Regions from separate parts of the Bos taurus genome. Here region 2 is linked to region 1. The links are chromatin contacts, called in public Hi-C maps. All regions are on one chromosome and are shown on one strand. The core of a region is the stretch at or near the end of the contact, and the rest is flanking DNA. Distances in the headings are between cores, read along the strand shown. Region 1 holds the start of UBAC1 (UBA domain containing 1). Region 2 holds the start of TMEM250 (transmembrane protein 250).

Region 1 (2,794 bases), core at 199-2,698:
GCTCCCAGCCTTCCTGCTGAGTGCTGTCATGGTGGTTTTTAGATCGTGAAATCACCCGTCACTGCGTCAGAAATAGAAACGGCCAAAACATAGCTGCCCAAGTGTGTGAGCCCACATCCCCCTCCTCCCTGACGTGAGACCAAGACGCTATTCACATCCAGGGTTTTCCGGAAGGGGACTCTGGCAACCAGAATGCTCTCTGGCATGCTTGCGACAATTACAGAACAACTCCACAGAACCGTACTCCCAAAAGGACCCGACATCATTTTGCGGGAGTCACTAAAACAATAGCTGGAAGTCTGTGCTTGGAGACCACACCAGAAGGGACCAGGGCTAGCCTCTTGGTGGGCCCGGAACAAACGTGTGAGTAGACGGCATACAGGCACACTTTTTACACGAGGCACGCAGTGAGAGGCTGTGGCCTCCTTTGTCCTAAATTCTGACATGGAGATTCTAGACCGTGCAAAGGATAGAGTTTCCTGAGGCAGCCTGAGTCACACAGACAGATGTCTTGGCCTGCCTTACAGAGTCGAGAAGCTTAAAGAGATAGGCAAAGACTAGCCCTCTGAGGAACCTACAAACGGTGCTTCACCTCAACAAACTTTAAAAAATGGCCCTCTCCCCGACCTGCCCGCGTAATCCACGTAAAGGCCGAGGATAGCAAGGGGTGCATGGACCAGTTGGGCCAAGCCACACTATTTTAAGTGATTCCAACCACGGTGAGGGGGTGCGGGGGCGCACCAGTGGCCAGAGCCAGGCGCCGGCCCCCATGCCAGCCCCAGAAAACGGCTCCAAGCAGCCGGCTCTGCAAGGTCAGGGGAAGGCGCTTCTCCTGGCGGGTCTCTCTCTACCTTCTTGGGCACTAACTCCCAGCTCCGGGAACCTCGCCGCGACAGCAAGCGCGGACGGATGGATTCTGGAACCGCAGGAGGCCCCGTTCCGGCGGCGACTTGGCCTCTCCCAGCCCGCGTCCCCGACGCGCCCCGGCCTCCCGGGCTGTCTTGAGGGGAGTTAGACCAGGAGGTAGAGGATAAAGCGCCCGGTCCGGAGCCCCAGCGTCCAGCGGGAGTCGGGGGCGGCGGGAGAAGGAGGGAGGTCTGGAGCTGTGGCCGGCCTTACGTGCTTGAGGCAGCGGTCCTTGAGCTTCTCCACCGAGGTGTCCTCGGTCGCCTCCTCCAACCACTCGGCGCCATCGGACGCGCAGACGTGCAGCCGCAGCACCTTGCCCGCAAAGATCTTCTCCTCCTGCACGAACATCTCGCCGCCGCCGCCTTCGCCAGGGCCTCGGGCCTGCGCCCGCCGCCCGGTCCCTGAAGGTCACCAGGGCGGGCGGGCCGGGGGCGGGGCCAGGCCGCCCGCGCGCTCCCTCGCTGGCCGCCGCCGCCCCGCCCCCGGCTCTCCCGTGGGCAGGCCGCCCGCCACTCGCCCCACCGCCAGCCCGCCCGAGCGGTCCCCCTCGCCCCGCCGCCGATCCACCGGGGGCGCGCTGTCGCCGCCGCGCCGGAAGTGCGTCACAGGGCGTGACCCGGAGCACGCCGGGAGATGTGGTTCTCCTGCGGCTGCCTCGCCGTCGCCGTCGCCGCCGCGCCAAATGTGCGTCATTGGCCGCGACCCGAGCGCGCCGGGAGTTGTAGTTCTCGGGGGCCGCTTCCTTCGTCCCGTACCTGCCTGCGCTGTGCTGTCGGGGGCCGCCGGCCACGTGGGAGCCGTGCATTTACGAGTCTGTTTTGAGATGGGTCTCAGTGTAAAATGCACACTGAATCTTAAAGAGTTGGCAGGAAAAGAGCACGAAAAATACCTCAACAATGTTTATATATTGACAGTGAGTCGGTGAAAGTCGCTCAGTCGTGTCCAACTCCTTGCGACCCCATGGACTATAGGGTCCATGGAATTCTCCAGGCCAGAATACTGGAGTGGGCAGCCTTTCCCTTCTCCAGGGGATCTTCCCAACCCAGGGATCTAACCCAGGTCTCCGGCATTGCAGGCGGATTCTTTACCAGCTGAGCCACCAGGGAAGCCCTTATATATTGACTACGTGTTGGAATAATAGAATGGATTATGTAAAATATGTTGGCACTGTTTATTTTTACTTTTTAAAGCTGTGGCTGCTAGATTTTAGGTTGTCTATGTGGCTGCTGTTGTTTCTTTAGGACCGCATTGCACTAAAGCAGAGTCTCTGCTTGTGGTTCCCAGACCAGCAGCACCTGGGAGCTTGTTAGAAGTGCAGTTTCTCCTGCCCTGCCCCTGTGCCCCCGGCATGGACGCGGGTGGGGCCCAGCACTCAGGCTGCAGAGCCATAGAGGTGCCCTCAGACAGGCACATGAGCACCACAGGGAAGAAACATGACCGGTGGACTCAGTACACTCATTTCCGTGGGCGTGACAGATATCAGTATGCACTCTGCAGTTCGGGCTAGGCCTGGACCATGTGACTGCCCTGCACTCTCCCATCTCGTCCATTCAAGGATCTTTGCTGAGCAGAGATGAAGCCAACGCCGTCCCTATTCTCGGAGGCTGGTGATCTAAATGGGGAGGTGGTTCCAGCATCTCTCCCGTTTTATACACGTTGTTTTCCCCTGTGATCATTCTGCTTGTGTGTGAATTCCTTTTATTCAGTTTACCATTCACCAATAGCCTCCATGAGCCAGACCCTCCGCTGGGGTCCAGTCGCGATTAAGGCGTGAGACCAAACTATCGCCCTGGGAGTGGGCTTTCTCACGCAGGCCGTGCAAGTGCCATCTACTGTGCAGACACGGTCTCACGAGGCAGGAGACAGCGGGGGGACAGCGGGGCTT
Region 2 (2,794 bases), core at 91-2,590, 140 kb after region 1:
AGGGCTCTGGGCTCCCCCTGCGGCGCCTGAACCCCGGTGCTGTCCTTCACTAGGAGAGTAACCTTGGGCAGGTCACTTCACCCTCTGAGACCATTCCTGCTCTGCACCATGGGGATGCCAGCAGCACTGGGCTCCCAGGGGTGCTGTAGGAAGCAAGCATTACTGGGCAAAGGCTGCCCATGCCTGGCAGAGGAGGAGATGGCAGCCCAGGGCTGGCCAGTGGTGTCATCGCAGGTCATGGGACTGGACCACCAGAGAGGAGAAAATAGCAAGTGGCTCTCTGGCTTTGCCTAGCAACTACCGTTTATAGCTGTGCCTGGGTCGTGTCTGGAAAACACAGAACTGGAAGTACAGGATGCGTAAAATCGGAGCGGCAAGTTGACGACAGGCCCGGGGGAGGCGCTGCCTAGGGCATCGGCCTCCCGTCACGTGGCGTGCAGCCTGGGGGCCTGCAGAGGGGCTCGTGCTAGCTAGCTCCCTCTCCGGCCGCCCACGTGCTGCTCTGGCCAGAGCGGGAGGAAAGGGGAGGCCGGGCGCGTCCACCCTCCCCTGCTCACAGGCCCAGCCCTGCCCGCAGGCTGCAGCCAGAACCAGGTCTGACAGCATCTGATGGCACTTAGACGTCGGTGCTCCTGCGGGGTCGTAGCCGGGTGCGGGCTGCTAGCCATCCTCCCGTTGTCCATCTGCCCGCGGGCAACGGGTCTGCGCCACGGGCTTCCAGGTGGGGGGCCGGGGCGACACCCACGCGTCTCCCCAACCCCCGCCCGCTGAGTGCTAGGCCCTCGACCCCCAGAGGCGGGGCCGACCCATGGCGCCCCTGGGAGCCGCCCCCGCCCCACCCCGCCCCGCCCCGCCCGGGCACCCCCGCCTGCTCACCGGGTGCCCTCTCCGCGCCGGCGTCCCGAGCCGCGAGCCCCCCTGTCCCTCGGGGCTCCAGGAGTTGGGCGGCCGCATGGTGCCGACGGCGCGGCCCGGACCCTCAAGCGTCCCGGCCCGGGGCCGCCCCGAAGGGACAGGGGCTCCCGCGCCCGGCGGCCGGCGGCGTTTGGCCCCGCGTGGGAGCCGTAGCGCCGTCCCTCTGCGGCCACCGTAGGACTTTCCTCACACCGCCCCCGCCGCCCCCGCCCCCGCTCCGCCCGGCCGAAACGGACAGCGCCTCCCTTCCCCCTTTTCGGCGTCGACCCCGGGCGCCCGGAACTCGGCGCTTGCCCCCTGAGCGTGCGTGCGTGCGTGCGTGCGTATGCGCCCGACGCGCGGCCCGTGACGTACCCCCGGACAACACCGCCCCAGGTACCCGGTCTGCGCCTCGGCCCGTCCTGCGCATGCGCAGATAGGGGATCTGCGCATCGGCGCCCCCCCCTCCCCCAGCAGCTCCTCTGCGCATGCGCCTCTGTGCCCCAGGCTGTGGGCAGTGCGCAGGAGCGCGCCCTTGGGTCAGTGACGGTCTTGCGGTCTGTAAAGAGCCCTCGGTCGTGGTGCTGCTGGTGTCGGTCCCGGCCCTGCGTGTTGGCCGTCTGGCGAGTCTGGAGCGGAGTGGGGACACCACCCAAGGTCCCCAAATGTAGGGAGTCAGGACGGACTGGTTGACACCACCCACAGATGTCAAGGTCCCATGTAGGGACCCTGGGAGAGAGAGGATGTCGGTGTAGACGTGTTTAAGTGTTTTAATCCGGTCGAGGTCAGGGTAGGGGAAACAACGCTCCTTGGATGTAGTTGGCAAGTAACACCTGAGTTCTGTCGGGTGTGGAGAATCTGTTTCCACACGTGGAAGAAGCTGGTTGCACCCCCAGTGCCTGGGGTCCTGGTCTTGGTCGTTGTTTTTGCCACCGGTTGCTCTAGTAGAGGCCAGTTCCTCGGGCATCCTTTACCGAAGACAGTTGGGTGTTGACCTCCCCTTGGCTGACCCTCCAGGGCTGGAGCCCCTACCTGCCAGCACCGGCACCAGGCGTGCACGTCCTGACCCCAGCCAGCCCTCGCCCCGCCCTGTCCTAGGGGTGGAGCATGGTGCCTGGGAACACGCATGGTGGTTCTGTCCCTTCAGCTGCCGCTCTGCTGGTGAGGAGAGTCTGACGCGGTCATGGTGGAGAGGGGAGGAAGGGGCCCAGATCAGGTCAGGGGGCAGCAGGAGAGGATGGAAGAGAAGAAGTGATTCTTAAACTGCATCTTCTCTGTGGCTGGGCCTCTGCAGTTGATCCCTGCTTTGTACCCTAACCCAGGGTGCTGGTTTTCTTCCCCAGACCTGGGTCCAGCCCTGTCCCTTGGAGACGCCCTGTCCAGGCCCCCTCCTCAGCCCTGTGAGGAGGCCCCCTTGCTCCTGTCCTTGTCCCTTCACACTAGCTTTTTCTGTCCCTCTGCCTCACCCAGTGAGCTCCTATTCACCCTTTAAAACCCCAGTCACTATCCCCACCTCTGGGAGACCGCCTCCAACTGTGTGCCACCCCTTCCCTGGCCACCCCCTCCCCTTGGTGGGAATTAGTGGTTCTGACTAATCTCAACCATACCCTTTCTCCACCTCAAAAGCTCAAAGATTCGTTGATGGATCGGCCTCTCCCACTGGCTCAGTTTCCTTACCACAGGCCACACGATAAGATAGATGTCTCTCTACGTCATGACCTAGTCCACACACTCACACGATTAAACAACTCCAGAAGCTTCACAAACTGCACTTCTCCTGACCACACACTCTGCTACGTTCTGTTGTTAATTCATTCAGTAGACGGGCTGGAAGCTGCCGTATCTGCAGCCTGACCACCGCCAGGTCCAGAGCCACGAGGATGAAGATGAGGCTGTGTCC

Evidence for each region. Hi-C and Micro-C count contacts between places; a contact is called where the count stands out from the background.
Region 2: a Hi-C map of skeletal muscle shows a contact between it and region 1, with 10 times the contacts expected there. The contact joins the promoter of TMEM250 here to the promoter of UBAC1 in region 1. A contact is called at or near these places in 4 of 11 Hi-C or Micro-C datasets (blastocyst, liver, skeletal muscle and 1 more).

What each region holds. Positions count from the first base shown.
Region 1 is chr11:103,480,433-103,483,226 of ARS-UCD2.0, forward strand. UBAC1 (UBA domain containing 1) reads right to left here and starts at 1,449. Exons shown (of 11, transcript NM_001076281.1): 1 at 1,409-1,449; 2 at 1,120-1,342. The coding sequence starts at 1,257.
Region 2 is chr11:103,617,299-103,620,092 of ARS-UCD2.0, forward strand. It overlaps TMEM250 (transmembrane protein 250), which reads right to left and starts at 1,341. Exons shown (of 2, transcript XM_002691657.6): 1 at 1,270-1,341.